Regions from separate parts of the Sus scrofa genome. Here region 2 is linked to region 1. A link is a contact called in public Hi-C data. All regions are on one chromosome and are shown on one strand. The core of a region is the stretch at or near the end of the contact, and the rest is flanking DNA. Distances in the headings are between cores, read along the strand shown.

The links. Hi-C and Micro-C count contacts between places; a contact is called where the count stands out from the background.
Region 2: a Hi-C map of liver shows a contact between it and region 1, with 6 times the contacts expected there. The contact joins the promoter of WRAP73 here to the promoter of PANK4 in region 1. A contact is called at or near these places in 1 of 5 promoter capture datasets (liver) and 1 of 47 Hi-C or Micro-C datasets (liver).

Annotation. Positions count from the first base shown.
Region 1 is chr6:64,403,812-64,410,613 of Sscrofa11.1, forward strand. It overlaps PANK4 (pantothenate kinase 4), which reads right to left and starts at 3,632. Exons shown (of 19, transcript XM_003356124.5): 1 at 3,157-3,632. The coding sequence starts at 3,280. It overlaps HES5 (transcription factor HES-5), which reads right to left and starts at 6,730. Exons shown (of 3, transcript XM_021097834.1): 1 at 6,632-6,730; 2 at 6,384-6,549; 3 at 5,299-6,294. The coding sequence starts at 6,685. The coding sequence ends at 6,020.
Region 2 is chr6:65,164,102-65,171,636 of Sscrofa11.1, forward strand. It overlaps WRAP73 (WD repeat containing, antisense to TP73), which reads right to left and starts at 2,960. Exons shown (of 12, transcript NM_001244721.1): 1 at 2,842-2,960. The coding sequence starts at 2,910. TP73 (tumor protein p73) reads left to right here and starts at 5,669. Exons shown (of 14, transcript XM_021095218.1): 1 at 5,669-5,761.

The sequences.
Region 1 (6,802 bases), core at 2,382-4,881:
GCTTGAACTTGAACACCCTGCAGGGCCAGAGAGAGGACGCGGATGAACTGCAGGAGCCACACGTTCTGCTTTCTCTGAAAAGGGCCCCTGACCAGCGCTGAGAGGGCCCATTTCCCCTCCAGCGCCACGTCCAGAGGAAAAGGAAACGACTGTTTCTGGGTGACCTCGGCGATCACGGGTGGCCTGGGAAATTCTGCTGCAAGCTCTCATCTTGAGGATGGACCCGGGGCAAGAGTGGACACACTCACTGCGTTTATGGAAAAGCACACACCTGGCGGCCTGTGGAAAGGGGCGGAGGGGGCTGTTCTCACCGGGAGCGCCCAGGAAGGCCTGCCTGGGAGATGCTCGGGGCCGGGGACGCCCATGAGGCCCTGCAGAGGGCATCGCTGGAAGCCAGGTGCCCCCTGTTACCCGGCGACCACGGGGAAACAGATGAGGCCTCGGCACGTCAAGACCCCCAGGGTGTCCTTCCCGAGGATGAGGGGAGCCCTCTCCTGAGCCGAAGTGAGGCTTCGGGGGAGGCGCCAGGGAGCTCGCAGCTGTTCAAGGCCCGCCGGTGAGCGGAGAAGCGGAAGCCTCAGCCCCGCCAGACGGCTTTGGAACCAACTGTGTTTTCAGAGGGAACTCCCTCGTTATGAGAAGAAGGCTACAGGTGTCAACAACTGCTGGCTCGTGACAAACACTGAGGGAAGGTATGAGAACCGTCTGGGGGGGGAAGCATATTGGAGACACCAAGGTCACAAGGACCACGGCAGGGGACACAGGTCAACCCCACCCCAGTGTGAGCTCGGTCACACCTGGCCTGGTGGAGCCGCCACCTGGCAGCATGGCCAGGGCCTCCCGACCTGCGGTGACCTGGCCTCATGGGCCCCGTGTTCAGTTACTAAGCACCGCGGCACAGGCTTGTCTCAGCCCCAGGCCGCGAGCTCAAGCTGCGAACCTGGCCTGGAGCCTCCTGATCCCTCCTCCCTGCCCCCACCCATGGCCTGGCCACCAGCGTCACTAAAGCGCTTGGGCCTGAGTCACCTCTGTGAATAAGCGGCTTCCCCAAAGGACAAGCAACACGAAGAGATGAAGCTGCATTGTGAGCAGCTCATCGAGAGTTACCACAAACAGAGGCCTGGGTCACAGACGTGCCATCTCAGACAGCGTGTTAGCTTAGCTTGAAATCACCACCGAAACACAGTGTTAGGGTTTGTGGGGGTCCCGCACACCACACACCCTGAGTGGGGCAATGCCTCCTTCTCCCCCCCAGGAGCCACTGGATGGTGGTCTGGGTGCAAGCGGAGCAGGACAGTCACCCTGAACGGCTCAGTGCACAGAGCAGAAGGGCGGAGCCTGCGGGGCGCAGGTGGGCTCATCTAGTCCCAGGATCCCTCAGGATGAGAGGGGATGCCAACCTGGGCCCCCTGCCCCTGCAAGTCACACCTGACCAGGGCAGGGACCAGGTGATGGCACACAGCACTGTGGACGCCACAGGGCATCCCTGACTGACAAGAGGAACCTGAGCCAAGACCCTCCATCCAGTTTGCCCAGACCCACGGGGGCCTGGCACAGGGCTGACCTTCTACCCCAGGCACCAAGGCGGGCAGGACACCCCTTGCCTTCACCTGAGGGACCCTTCCTTCCACAGGAACCTGGAGTCAAGTCAGCTTCAAGAATGTGTTGACACAAAGCATCAGACGCTTTGGGAGGGGATACCAGTGGACAGGGGTGCCCCATGCAAGAAAGGAAAAGCCTTGCCTAGGACCCAGCAACTGAGCTCTCCTGGACTGGGAGGCTAGGGGAGGGGAGAGGAAACCGGAAGCCCGCTTGTCAACCCCACGCTGACGAGCACCCTGGCTTTGTGGACTCCTGGGTGGAGGACCCCTGCCTGCCCTGACCTGTGACCTCTCACCAGCTGCATGAGCCAGTCTGTGCTTCACAGCAACAAACATGTCCTTCGAAGAACCAGAGACAGAGCACCCAGCCCCAGGGTGGGGGGATCTCACAAGGAAATAAATGCCAACCATTGAAACTACTCCTTTGAGCGTCCTTCTGCCAAGGAACTGGACCAGGCAGGCACTCCTCCCTCTGCGGCCACAAGCTGGCCCCAGGAGCCACACAGAACACCCCGGGGGGGAAGAGAAACGGGAGGTGCCAACTGGTTGGAGCAGACTCAAGCGGCACCAAGCCTGGGGCCTCAGGGCACACGCCCCCCGGGGAAATGCCACCACAGCAGTGCAGGCAGGGCTCAGAGAACATGGGAGGTGGCTCCCAGGGGCTGGGGCTCCCACCCAGCCCGGCACGACGTCCAGCAGAGCACGGATCCCTCAGGTTCCCTCTCGGGGAGACAAGCTCCAGGTCACAGAGCTGCCCACGCCCACCCCCACCCCCGCCCCGCCTGGCTCTGCCCCGCCTCCAGGCCAGTCTCCTAAAGCCCACTGCGGTTTCCAGGTGGGGACTAGGGACGCGGGCCACTCTCCGCCCCCACTTCTCTGGACGGCCCCCTCCCCCAAAACCCGTGACTCCAGGGACCCCCCCACCCACCCAAGGACAGGGGAGCGGGCCGGTCCAACCCCTCCAGGAGAGGAGCGCCACGATGGGCCAGGCCTTGGGGGGTCCCGGACCACGCGAGCTCGGGCCGCAGCCCGGATCGGCTGCGACCGCGAGAGGCAGGGCCGCCCCACTCAGCGCGCCGCACGCAGGCAGGGCGACAGCAGCCTAGCGTTGGCGGTCGGCCGGCCGGGTCGCCGCGCCTCCTCCTCAACGGAGACAAGGGCCAGCGCGCCAGGGTGGGAGGAGGGCCCTGCGGGGGGGCGGGGCACGGGCACTTTCGACCTGAGTCCGCGCCTAGGTCGACAAACCGCCGGCCCCTGAGCTCCCGCCGGGCAGCCTCTCCCGCGGGACTACGAACCCCGGCATGCCCCGCTCCGGTCGTGAGGCGCCTGCCGGGAGCTGTAGTCCCGCTGCCACGGCTAGCGTGCACCTGTAGACGGTAGCGAACTACAAGGCCCGATAGGCCATGCGCGCCCGCAGCCGCGGACTACAAAGCCCGACAAGCCTTTGGCGCCGCGGCCCACGCCCCGCCCTTCGTCCTTGCCACCGCCCCGGCCCGCCGGCCCCGCGCCCACGCCCACCCCCGCCGCCCAGCTCCCCTCGCCCGCCCGCAGCGACCTATATCTATGGCGAAGCGCTTGGCGTTCTCCAGGTTGCGGAAGATCTCGTCGGGGGGCAGCGTAATGCTCTTGTCCAGGCTGTCCCCGCTGCTCCCGCTGCCGCTCGCTCCACACTCCGCCATTTTGAATGTGCCCGGCCAGTCTCATCAGCCATGGAGATATATGCGCATATATTTGACTGTTAAGCGCCTCCTGTGCATATATTATGCTAATGATCCCGGGCAGGCCCCCGCCCCCCGTCTCCGCTGCAGCTCGAAGCGCCGACTCGCGCTGGCCAGGAAGCGGGCTCCAGAGACCCGGCGGTGGGCAGCTCACGCAAAACCTCTGGGCTGTCGTCGTCTCTGCTGTCCCTTCACTGAGCTGGCCGGATGCTGACCTCAAGTGATCTGAGCAAGTGCAGAGGCGGCACCTGGGGCTTGCAGCCCACCAGACGGACCGCTTCTGTCAGCGAGTGGTACTGAAAAGCTTGGCAACTACGGCAAAGGTGCTTGAGCGCCACCAGCCTGGATCCCTGGGAGCGCAGGGCCGCCGGTGCCCCACTTCCCATGCAAACAAGGAGTAGTTGGTGACTTTGCCCCCTAGGAGCCCCCACCCCGCCCCGCCCAGAATCTCTTGTGATGCAGTGGGTTAAGGGTCTGGTGTATGTAGTCTGCGTTGTGGCTGGGGCTCAATCCCTGGCCCAGGTACGTCCACATTCAGCAGCGCAGCCAAAAAAAAAAAAAAAAAAAGAAGAAGAAGAAGAAAAGGGGGCAAGAAAATGCAGGGGAAGGCACGAGAGCCTGCCTGGAAAAGGTTACTTTTCTGGCAAAAGAGGGACACTGTGGAAGTTTGCAGGGAACAAGCTGAGAAAGCTCCCAGTTGGTGTTGGGGATGGGCTTCCAGGGCTGGTTACTGAGAACCTCGGGGATGGGTGTACTCCTAAGGCAGCGAGGCGCTTTGTGAAAGAGCCCCGTGTTGGCCCTTAAGGTGGCTTTGGACCTGCCTCTAGGTGACCCTGAACCAGCTACTTTGAGTCTTTGGCTTCCGGCCTTGAGCGTGCTACCAGTTGCCTGGTAGGGCCCATAGGAGCACAGGCCCTCCAGAGACAAAAACTCAGAGCTCCAGGGGTGATTCGGGGGAGGGGCTGGTGCACCAGGAGGGCTAGCAGCCTTGTGGGCCAGCCTGGCCAGGGGGCACTCCCACGAGGACAGCGGTTGCCCCTGCTGAGTGCTGCCCCTGCTGAGTTCATGGACGTGCCTGCCTTACAGCAGTAGATGTGGAGGACGTGGGAGGGGCTTCCCATCCCTGGCTCGGCAGTCCCAGGGCTCAGCAGGGACCCCAGAGGCCACTAGCAGCACTGCTCTGGACGTCCCCCGCAGGGTGGACAGACAGGGATGGAAGGCGAGCAGGAAGGAGGGAGGGCCAGCCTGGGCACCTCCAGGTTCCTGCAGCCTGTGGCCTGCCTAAAAATAGATGCCCTTTCCAAGGCAAGGCCTGCCCTTGGCAGGTTTGTTGCCAGCACTGCCTGTTTTGCTCCAGGGAGCAGTCGGGCTGCAGGGAAGTCTGGGCAGCCACCTGTGGGTTGTCCAGGAAGGTGCCCTCAGGAGCTCGTCCAAGTGCGAAGGCTGTTGGATATGCAGGGAGAGGCCACCATCTCCTGTGCGTTGGAGCCAGCTAAGCCCCATTTGCTGCAGCAAGAGATCCCTGGCAGGCTGTGGCTTTCTGGTCTCTCTCAGCTGGACAGAGCCGGAAGGTCCCCACCCCCACCCGCAGGGAGCTAGAGAGGTCTAGGGCTGGAACCCAGGCCCCCCAGCTCCTCCCCACCGCATCCCCTCCTCCTGCATCCAGGGAGCTCCACAAGGCCTGCTCCCTTCCAGCCCGCCTCTCCTCTGCTTCCCCAAGCCCTGCTTCTCCCCTGCCTCTGGGCCTGTTCCCTTGCCCCTCAACACTGGCTTCTGCTCTGCCTCCCTCCCCCCTCCCTCCTCCTTCCTCCCTCCTCCCCTCAGTGGGTGCCCAGCCCTTCCTCCAGAGGGTCACTGGCCGGGACACTGCCCACCCGTGGTTGCATGCCAGCATAGAGCCCACCCCCCGCTTCATCCCGGCAGACCCGCCTGCCAGGCGGCTGCCAGGGGCCCATGTGAGGCACAAGAGACAGGCGGTGGAGGGGGCTGAGTAGTCAGATTTTATTAGAAGAGTCTCGAAGAGCAGTCCCGTGGCTCCCACGTGACCGAGAGTTCAAATTCTGAGTACAGAGTCGTGCCCACGCACACCCACCCACACGGGAATCCTTTAAGGATCATGTGGAGGACCCTCCCCCCCCACACACAGCCCACTGTGAGCCCCGAACCAGATGACCAAGCCGACGCAGGGGCCCCTCAGCCATGGCCCTGCCTGGTCCTTCCGCACCCATCCAGGCTGACTCTCTTTCCTATGAGGATACACCTTGAGCTCCGCCTTTACAAAAGGCAAATGTGCCCATGGCACGGCCGGCCCGCTGGCCCGGCAGCACCGGATCTGAAGCAAGCCCTCTACTCGCGGGGCGCTGGCTGGCCGAGCCCCGCCGCCTACAAATATCATAGAACCCCCGCAGCAGCGGGGACTTCCCAGAAGTCACTTGCTGAAATGCAAACACAGAGCAACCCCATGGGGTCGGACATTTGGCAGAAGATGGGCCCTGATTGTCCTAAGTGACAAGGACTCTGCGCACACATTCTCTGAGAATGACCCTCCCGCTGGCCCGCCAGCCTGGAGAGAGAGCCCCTGGAGAGGGGCTGGTGCAAGCCAGGGGCGGCACAGACGAGGGGAAGGCCCTTCCCTCCGCCGGAGGCCCGCGCTGGCCCTCTGGTCCTTGGGTCAGGGAGGCTGCCCGCCGGTCCCGCCGGTCACCACGGCCGCCAGAGGCCGCAGGCGGGCTGGCGCGCGGCGGCGGCGGCGGCGGCCTTGGCCGGGGTGGGCGCGGGCGCGGTGCCGGGCGCCTTGGGCTCCTTGGCGGGCGTGGCGGGCGCGGCCGGGGGTCGCTGGAAGTGGTAGAGCAGCTTCATCTGCGTGTCGCTGGCCGCGTGCAGCGTCAGGAACTGCACGGCCTCCTGCAGGCACCACGAGTAGCCCTCGCTGTAGTCCTGGTGCAGGCTCTTGGGGCCGGCGGCGGCGGCGAAGGCTGCGGGGAGCCGGGAGGCGGTGAGGCGAACGGCGCGCGGCGCGGGGGCGTTGGGGCGCGGGGCGGGCCGGGGCGGGGGGCCGGCTCACCTTTGCTGTGTTTCAGGTAGCTGACGGCCATCTCCAGGATGTCGGCCTTCTCCAGCTTGGAGTTGGGCTGGTGGCGCGCGAATTCCTGCTCCAGCAGCAGCTTCAGCTGCTCGATACTGCTGTTGATGCGGTCGCGGCGCATCTTCTCCACCACCGGCTTCCGCAGCTGCGGGAGGAGGGGGCGTCAGCGGGGCCGCGAGGGCGCGGGGGCGGCGGGGGGCCGCGCTCCGGGCGGCCCGGGCACTTACTCGGTTCTTCTCTTTGGGGCTGAGCAGCTCCACGGCCACGGTGCTGGGGGCCATGCCTGGCGCGGGCAGCGGCGAGTCGGCGAGGAGGCAGGGAGCGGAGCGGGCGCGTCCCGGGCTGGCGCGGACCCCGGCCCCTATATAGGCGCGGGCGGCGGGCTGGCGCCTGGGGTC
Region 2 (7,535 bases), core at 1,710-4,209, 760 kb after region 1:
GTTCCAGGGAGGCGGCTCTAGGTGGGCTTCTGGCTGGGGCTGGTCTCAGGAAGGACCAAGCCAGGATCAGGAGCTTGGAATTTCAGCCCCACCTCCCCTTCTCTTCGGCGACAGCTCACACCTGCATGACGAAGCCCCTGTAAAATCCCAGGGACATGGGGCTCAGAGCATCCGGGCGGGTGACCACATCCATGCAGGGAGGGAGACGCCCCAACTCCACGGGAGCCCCCGCGCCTGGGACCCTCCCAGAGTGCATCCTACTTACCCCTCAGCCAGCTGCTTGTCTGTGTCCCTTCCTCATGTCCTTTATGCAACCACTAAGCCCTCTGAGGGCTGGGAGTCACTCTAGCAAAGTAATGGAACCTCCGAACGACAGCCAGGGGTCAGAAGCACAGGTGACAACCTGGACTTTTGACTGGCCTCTGAAAGGCGGGGCAGTCTTGTGGGCCTGAGCTCCTACCCTGGGGGACCTGGTGCGCTCTCCAGGCAGATGAGACGGTGTCAGGACTGAGCAGGACCCCTGGCCAGTGTGGAGGTGAACGGCTTGGCGTGGGGGCAAACCCACGACCGTGGCCAGATGTGTCGGAAGTGGCAGGCGTGTGAGTATAAGGGAGGGAGGGGTCTCTCACACGCCAGCATTAACATGTTCCTAACTGTGTGCTAAGTGGCAATGACGGTCCCTTGCGGACAGCTACTTCATGCGCCTACGTATTAAATAACAGCCACCTCCAAGCAAACGACTTCTGAGACTGCATATACTCCTCCGCTAAGAGCAGGTCCATCTCCGTTCAAAAATCAAGAACTGGCTTTAACTGTTACTTGCTTCATTTCTGTACTTGCCAGGGTCAAACTAGATCATTGGGTCTTTGTCTGAGGAACTTCCATGTTAAAAAAGCCACACGGATCCCACATGGAGAAAGGAGGCTGAGAGAGTAACTGCAGATTAGAGCAAACACCTGTCTGGTGCTCATTTTTCCACGTGGCAGCTGTGAAAGCTGTGCTCAGCTACAATACATTCCTTATGAAATGGACTGTTTGTAGCAACATTTGGAAAAACCGTATCAGATCTGCTGCAAGATATTAAAAATGGCAACATGAGAAACTATACGTAGTATCTCGTAATAATCCATGATGGAAGAGAATGTGAAAAAAAGAATATATGTGTGTGTATAAGGGATTCACTTTGGACACCTGAAACTAACACAATATTGGAAATCAACTACATTTCAGTTAAAAAAAATTTTTTTTTTTGTCTTTTTGCCATTTCTTGGGCTGCTCCCGCGGCACATGGAGGCTCCCAGGCTAGGGGTCGAATCGGAGCTGTAGCTGTCAGCCTACGCCAGAGCCACAGCAATGCAGGATCTGAGCCACGTCTGTGACCTACACCACAGCTCAGGGCAACGCCGGAACCTTGACCCACTGAGCAAGGGCAGGGATCGAACCCGCAACCTCATGGTTCCTAGTCGGATCATTAACCACTGCGCCACGACGGGAACTCCTAAAAAAAATTTTTAAGTGGCAACAAGGCCCAACTTTTTTCCGCACTGGGTAGAGCTTTGAAGAGCATGGTCCTGATCACATGACCCCTTAGCGCTCATAAGAGTTTAATTGGAGGATAAAAACCAAAAAAAGCACCAAAGTTAAATGAGAAAAATATAAAATTCCTTTTTATAGTTGACCTGGATTTTTGCAAATGACCTTTAAAAAACTAATTCATAGGAGTACTTTGAAAAACACACCAAGGTTTTGGAGTGCCACTTAAGCTAGAGATATTTTGTATTTTGGAACTGAATGCCATGTCCTATGATTTAGAATAGAACCTCCATAAGGAAGGCAAATATGAGGAGTTCCCATTGTGGCTCAGTGATAATGAACCTGACTAGTTCCATGAGGACATGGGTTCGATCCCTGGCCTCACTCGGTGGGTTAAGGATCCGGTGTGGGTTACGGCTTGGCTAGCATCTGGCATTATTGTGCTGTAGGCCAGCAGCTGCAGCTCTGCTTTGACCCCTGGCCCAGGAACTTCCATATCCTGTGGGTGCAGCCCCCCAAAACCAAACAAACAAAAAGGCAAATATGTCACTTGAGAATTACATCCTCAAAGGCCCAGATAAAAGGAATGCAAATAATGCTCAAATTGAAGAAAAGTCATGGGGCCATATGTTAACAGTTAATGAAACTAAGTACACTTTTTATGAAGCATCACTGATGTCTTCATGTCTTTCCAGTACTAACTATCTCCCACCCACCACACCTCCCCCCTCCCCAGGACTCTGAAGCTATACACTGGTCATACCGGTATTTTCAAAACTTAAATTTCATGTACAAGATAGCTCAGCGATGTTAGAACCACCTGCCACCCAGGGAACGAGCAGCTCAAGTCCCAGGAGTGGAGAAAATTCTCTTTATCTGAGCACAGAATGCGAGTCACCCGAATCATTCATCTGGTGTGCGGTGGAGACTGGTGAAATGGGCTGGAAAAGGTGCCAACAATGAGTTGCACCGCTGCACCAGGTTACAGCCAACAGGGCTGGCTTCTATGACAGACTAACAACAAGGGGCTGATAGCTCCTGTGCCCTCAAATGTGTCAAGACAGTATTGTTCTTACCTGCCTTTAACAGATGGAAACCCACGTGCAGGGACGCTGGCAGCTCGCCGGGTCGCCTGCTCAGGTCCTGTCTGCAACACCTGCCCGGGGCCACTGCCTGGGACCCCTGCCCAAGTGAGCAGCAAACCCCCGAGTTCCCTCCATCCAGGCCCCGCGGCGGCCTCGCTCCCGGTGTAGACACACGCCTCCCCGCGGAGAGCCCGCCCTCGGCCCAAGCCCCGCAGCCTCTCACCAGGTACTTGCCGTCGGGGGAGAACTTGCAGAGCAGGTTGGAGAGCTTGAACACCTCCGAGAAGTTCATGGCAGCCGCTGGATCCCGGGCCCGCGGAGCCCCGCCGCAACCGCCCCTTCGAGACCGGAAGTGATGGAAAAGCGGGAAACGCACAGTAGCCAATCAGAAATCAGGGATGACGCGCAGCATTGTGGGGCTTGTAGTTCTCCGCCCCACCCCCGGCACGCCACCACGCTTTAAAGGCGCCGTAGCGGTGCGTCCCACCCGGGATTGCCGCTGGTGCTCCAACATGGGAAGCCTTGAGACCTTCTCCAGCTATGGTTGCCAGATAAAAGGCAGGAAGTGCACCGAAACTGAATTTCAGATAAGCAACGAATAGTTTTCTAGGTTAAAGATGTTCCCAGGAGTTCCCGTCGTGGCGCAGTGGTTAACGAATCTGACTAGGAACCATGAGGTTGCGGGTATGATCCCCGGACTCGCTCAGTGGGTTAAGGATCCGGCGTTGCCGTGAGCTGTGGCGTAGGTCGCAGACGCGGCTGGGATCCCACGTTGCAGTGGCTCTGGCGTAGGCCGGCGGCTACAGCTCCGATTAGACCCCTAGCCTGGGAACTTCCATATGCCGCGGGTGCAGCCCTAGAAAAGAAAAAAAAAAAAAAAAAAAAGACAAAAAAAAAAAATATATATATATATGTTCCCAAAGACTACGTGGCTCATACTTACACTAAAGAATTATCCCCTTATCTGAAATTCAAATGAACTGACATCCTGTGTGTCTGTGTGTTTATATTTATGCATTCATAGTTAATGTAAAGACATATACATAAATTCACACATAAACATGCACTTGTCATTTTTATATAATATGTAACAGTCCAAACACACATATTATATTTTATACATAAAGTATAAGTATTCGTTTTTGTTTGTCTTTTGGCTACATCCCGCAACCATGCCTGCAGCAAGGCCCTCACTTCATGCTCAGGATCCGGGAGAGAACGAAATCGACACTCTGCCGGGAGTGCACCGGGGTTGCATGCACCCACCTGTCTATCGCAAGCCCGCACCTGCGCCCAGACCCGCAAGTGACAGAAGGCCACCAGGGCTCGGCCCTGGGCTCAGCCGCACCCGCCCAAGTCGCAGGCCGGAGCGCGCACCTGCGTCGCACTGGCTCTGCTGATCTCGCTCGCTGCCCCGCTTCTGTCTTGTCCTCTAGTCCACTTCACCCAACAGAGGCCTCCCCCATGCCCCCGCCAGGCGGTGCCCTGCCGCCAGGATTCCCGGGGCTGCACACAGGATCAGATCGCGCAGACCCTGACACCGGCCCCTGACCCTGCGTTCTAAGAACTGAGACCCGGCCTGGGTCCTCTTCGCACCTCTGCACACCCAGCTGGGCCTGCGCCCTTTGGTGGCCCCCCCAACTTCACAGAACGAACGAGTAGGGGATGCGTGCAGGCGCCCTGCTCCGCGGTGCGGCCAGATCAACTCCCTCCCGTGCGTCATTTGTCTTTGGGTCCCCACCGCACCCCGCACCTCAAAGACAGTAGGTGAGCAGTAAAGACGTGTGGAAGTCAGCCACACTCGCCAGGTGAGTTGTGGAACACACGTGGCCAGAGAACCTGGACTGAACCAGCCCGGGCTGCTAGGTTTCACCGGCGACACTGAAGCGAGGGTCCCCCTGGCCTGGAGGCATCGGTTCGGAGGCAGATAACGGTTCCCACGAGCACCAGAAGGAAGTGCATAGCGGGTGCCCGCCGCCCAGAGTCGTCCAGACCTCGTCCAGCGTGTGGGGTTCTCCAGCGGAGGCCTTAGAGGAAGTGGGAGCCCTGGAAGGGAAGCCCGCGTCTGCCCTGCAGGGGACCTGGCCCATGAAGCCACAGGTGGGGGGGGCGGGGGGGTGCCGAGGGAGGCCTGGCTTGCGACAGGTCTCTGTGCGCATGACTCACAGGTCGCCTTGGACACCCGCGCGTACCTGCCCTACGCGGAAATGATTCCGGCCGGGCGGGGCCAGGAGGCGTTGTCCCTGGGAGGGAGCTTGGTGCGGGCGCGACCCTGGAGCGTTTGCGTCCCAAGTGACTCCCCGGACGCGCAGGGGCACAGGCGATGCGTGCCCTTCTGAGCCGAGGAACCCGGCTGGTACCCAGAAGCAAGCGGCTCCACTTTACCCTGGGTTACGGGGCCGCGACCTCCACGCCTGTCCCCTGTAGGCCACAGCCAGTGCAGACACTCCGCGGACCTGGATGGCGGCGCCCCTAAGATGCGCGGCCCTTCTTCTGGGCCTCGGATCCCAAGCGCCCGGCGCGGAGGGTCCGGCGCCGATGGGGGCGGAGGAGCGAGACCCGGAAGATGCGCTGTGGCAGAGAGAGGAAGGAGTGGGCACGCGGACGCCGCATCTCTGCTCCCGATCCCGGCTCCCGCGCGCCCTTGCTCGTACCCCTAAGCCGGCCGAGGGGCCGTGGACACAGCAGTAGGGCTCCGGCGTCCGGTCGGCGCCCAGTCCCAGGCAGGCGGCCGCGCCCGGGGGCCCGGGGGCGAAGCGCGCCAAAAGGCGGCGGGAAGGAGGCGGGGCGGAGCGCGCCCCGGGACCCTGACTCGCACGCGGCCAGCTGGGGGGGCGGAGCCCTGAGCCGCAACCTTGGCCCCGGCAGAGCCCAGCCGGTCCCGCCGCCCCGCGCTCCTCCCGCCAAGGCTCAGCGGCCCGCGCTGCCTTCCCGCCGGCCCGCCGCGGAAGGCGCTAACGCCCGCGGCCACCCCTCCCCGCGGCGCCTCCCCTCCCGCGCCCATATAACCCGCGCCCGCCCTGCTTCCCCACCCGCCGCCGCCCAGCCGCACTCGCTTCACGGCCCGCGCCCGCCGTGCACCCACGAAGGGGTTCCGCGGTGAAGCGCCGGGGCCAGGATTCCCGGAGCTCAGGCGGCACCAGGTAAGCAGCGCGGGGACCTGGAGCGAGGGGACCTGGGCGCGGCGGGGCTCTGCTTGTGGGCCTGAGCCCAGGGCGGCCGGCACGGCGCTTTGCGGCGCCGAAGCTGGTAGTCGACGAGATCATGCACGAACTCGAGGGAGCGGGCCTTAGGGTCTTCCCGGAGTCCGACCAGCTCCTGGGACGCGGCTGGAGGTGGGGGCGGGGGGCCGGCCGGCCGAGTCCAGCCCGGGGGAGGATGCGCTCCTGCCGGCAGTGTGGTGGCCTTTGGGACCCGGAGCAGCCTCGCTGGGATTCCCGCGTCCACCCCGGCTTCCAGGGGAGGTTGAGAATGGAACTCCGGGTCGGGGGAGCAGGTGCAGGTGGAGGTCGGGAGAGGCGCCTGTCGCGGACAAAGCTCCTCCCCGCCGGCTCCACGCTGCACCCACGAGGCTGCACGAATCTGCTGGCGACGGCTGCCCCACCCCCAGGGCTGAGTGGGGCCCTGGTTCCCCTGGACCAGGACGACTGGGCATGACCCCTCGGCTCGCCCCAGGGAGTGGGTTGCTAAGGAGTCTCTTTCCAGAGGGGCATCTCTCAGTGGCCCTGTGTTGGCTGGGGTGCCCGCTGGCCTCCTGAGCGTTTCCTCTGGGAAAAGGAGGGGTCAGAATCCGGCCCCTGGCCAGAGGCAACTTCTCTCTCCTGCCCCTCCTTGCCCTGCAGTCACCGTCCTTTCAGACTTTGGAGGATGGGGGGGGCGCTACTACCTTTTTTCTCAGCTGGTCTTTTTGCCCGGGCACTGAGTGGATTTGCACAAAGCATGCCCGTGTCCGCATAAATGAATGGGTGTCAGGTCGACCACCGCCAACCCGTGAGGGGCTGGGGAACAGTGCCTGGCTCACTTCTGCCCAGAGCTCCAGGTGTCCTGTGGTCTGTTTATTAAACACTGGACATTTGGGAGCCCTTGGCTCATGGTTTGGTTTGGTTTACATTCATTGTTGCTGTTTATTTGTTTCGCTTTAATGCTCCCCAGAAGTCCAGCACCCACGTTTTGATTTACTTAATACAAGCTGAAAGAGGACTGTATCAAGAACAAAAGCATAGAGTGTTTGAAAATTTGCAACATGTGGATATATGGATTATGCATGCAATTTGAAAAATAAAAGTCACGTACCAGAAACTGCTAGGGTGTCCCTGGGGGCGCTGCCAGAGGACTGGCCATGGGAAGCTCAGCCCCGTTTCACAGTCCTGGTGAAGGTTCTGGGTATCAGGGTAGCTGCCTCCAAATTCTGCAGGGCCGCCCTATGGGAATGGCCAGTCTGGAGCTGTGGTTAGTGGTGGCAGTGTAGAGGTCAGAATGTGGGGCTCTGATCCCATCTTCACCTCTTCTTACTGGTCATGGACCTCGAGCAAGTTGCCTAACCGCTTTGAGCCTCAGTTTACTCATCTGTAAGGAAAGGTGATAATAGCCCAGAGGGTTGGGGGAAGAGTAACCAAGATGGCATATCTAAAGAGCTGAGCATGGTGCATGCCTCTCACAAGTGGGCCCCAAAGTGCTGGCTGTTCATGCTGCTCCAGAGTTCAGAGAACCAGAGGACAGCAGGTGTCCCCAGGGGGAACAGGATGGCTGGCAAAGAGACACGACTCGGCCCCCCCCCCCCCCGCATAGGGATACCGTAACAAGGATGCCTCCTTGAGTCACTATTGATAGGGTATGCCCCGCCCACATTCTCGAGTGAGGTGCAGACGGCATGGCTAAGAGGGGCATGAAATGGCAGACGGAGGACTTAGGGACCAG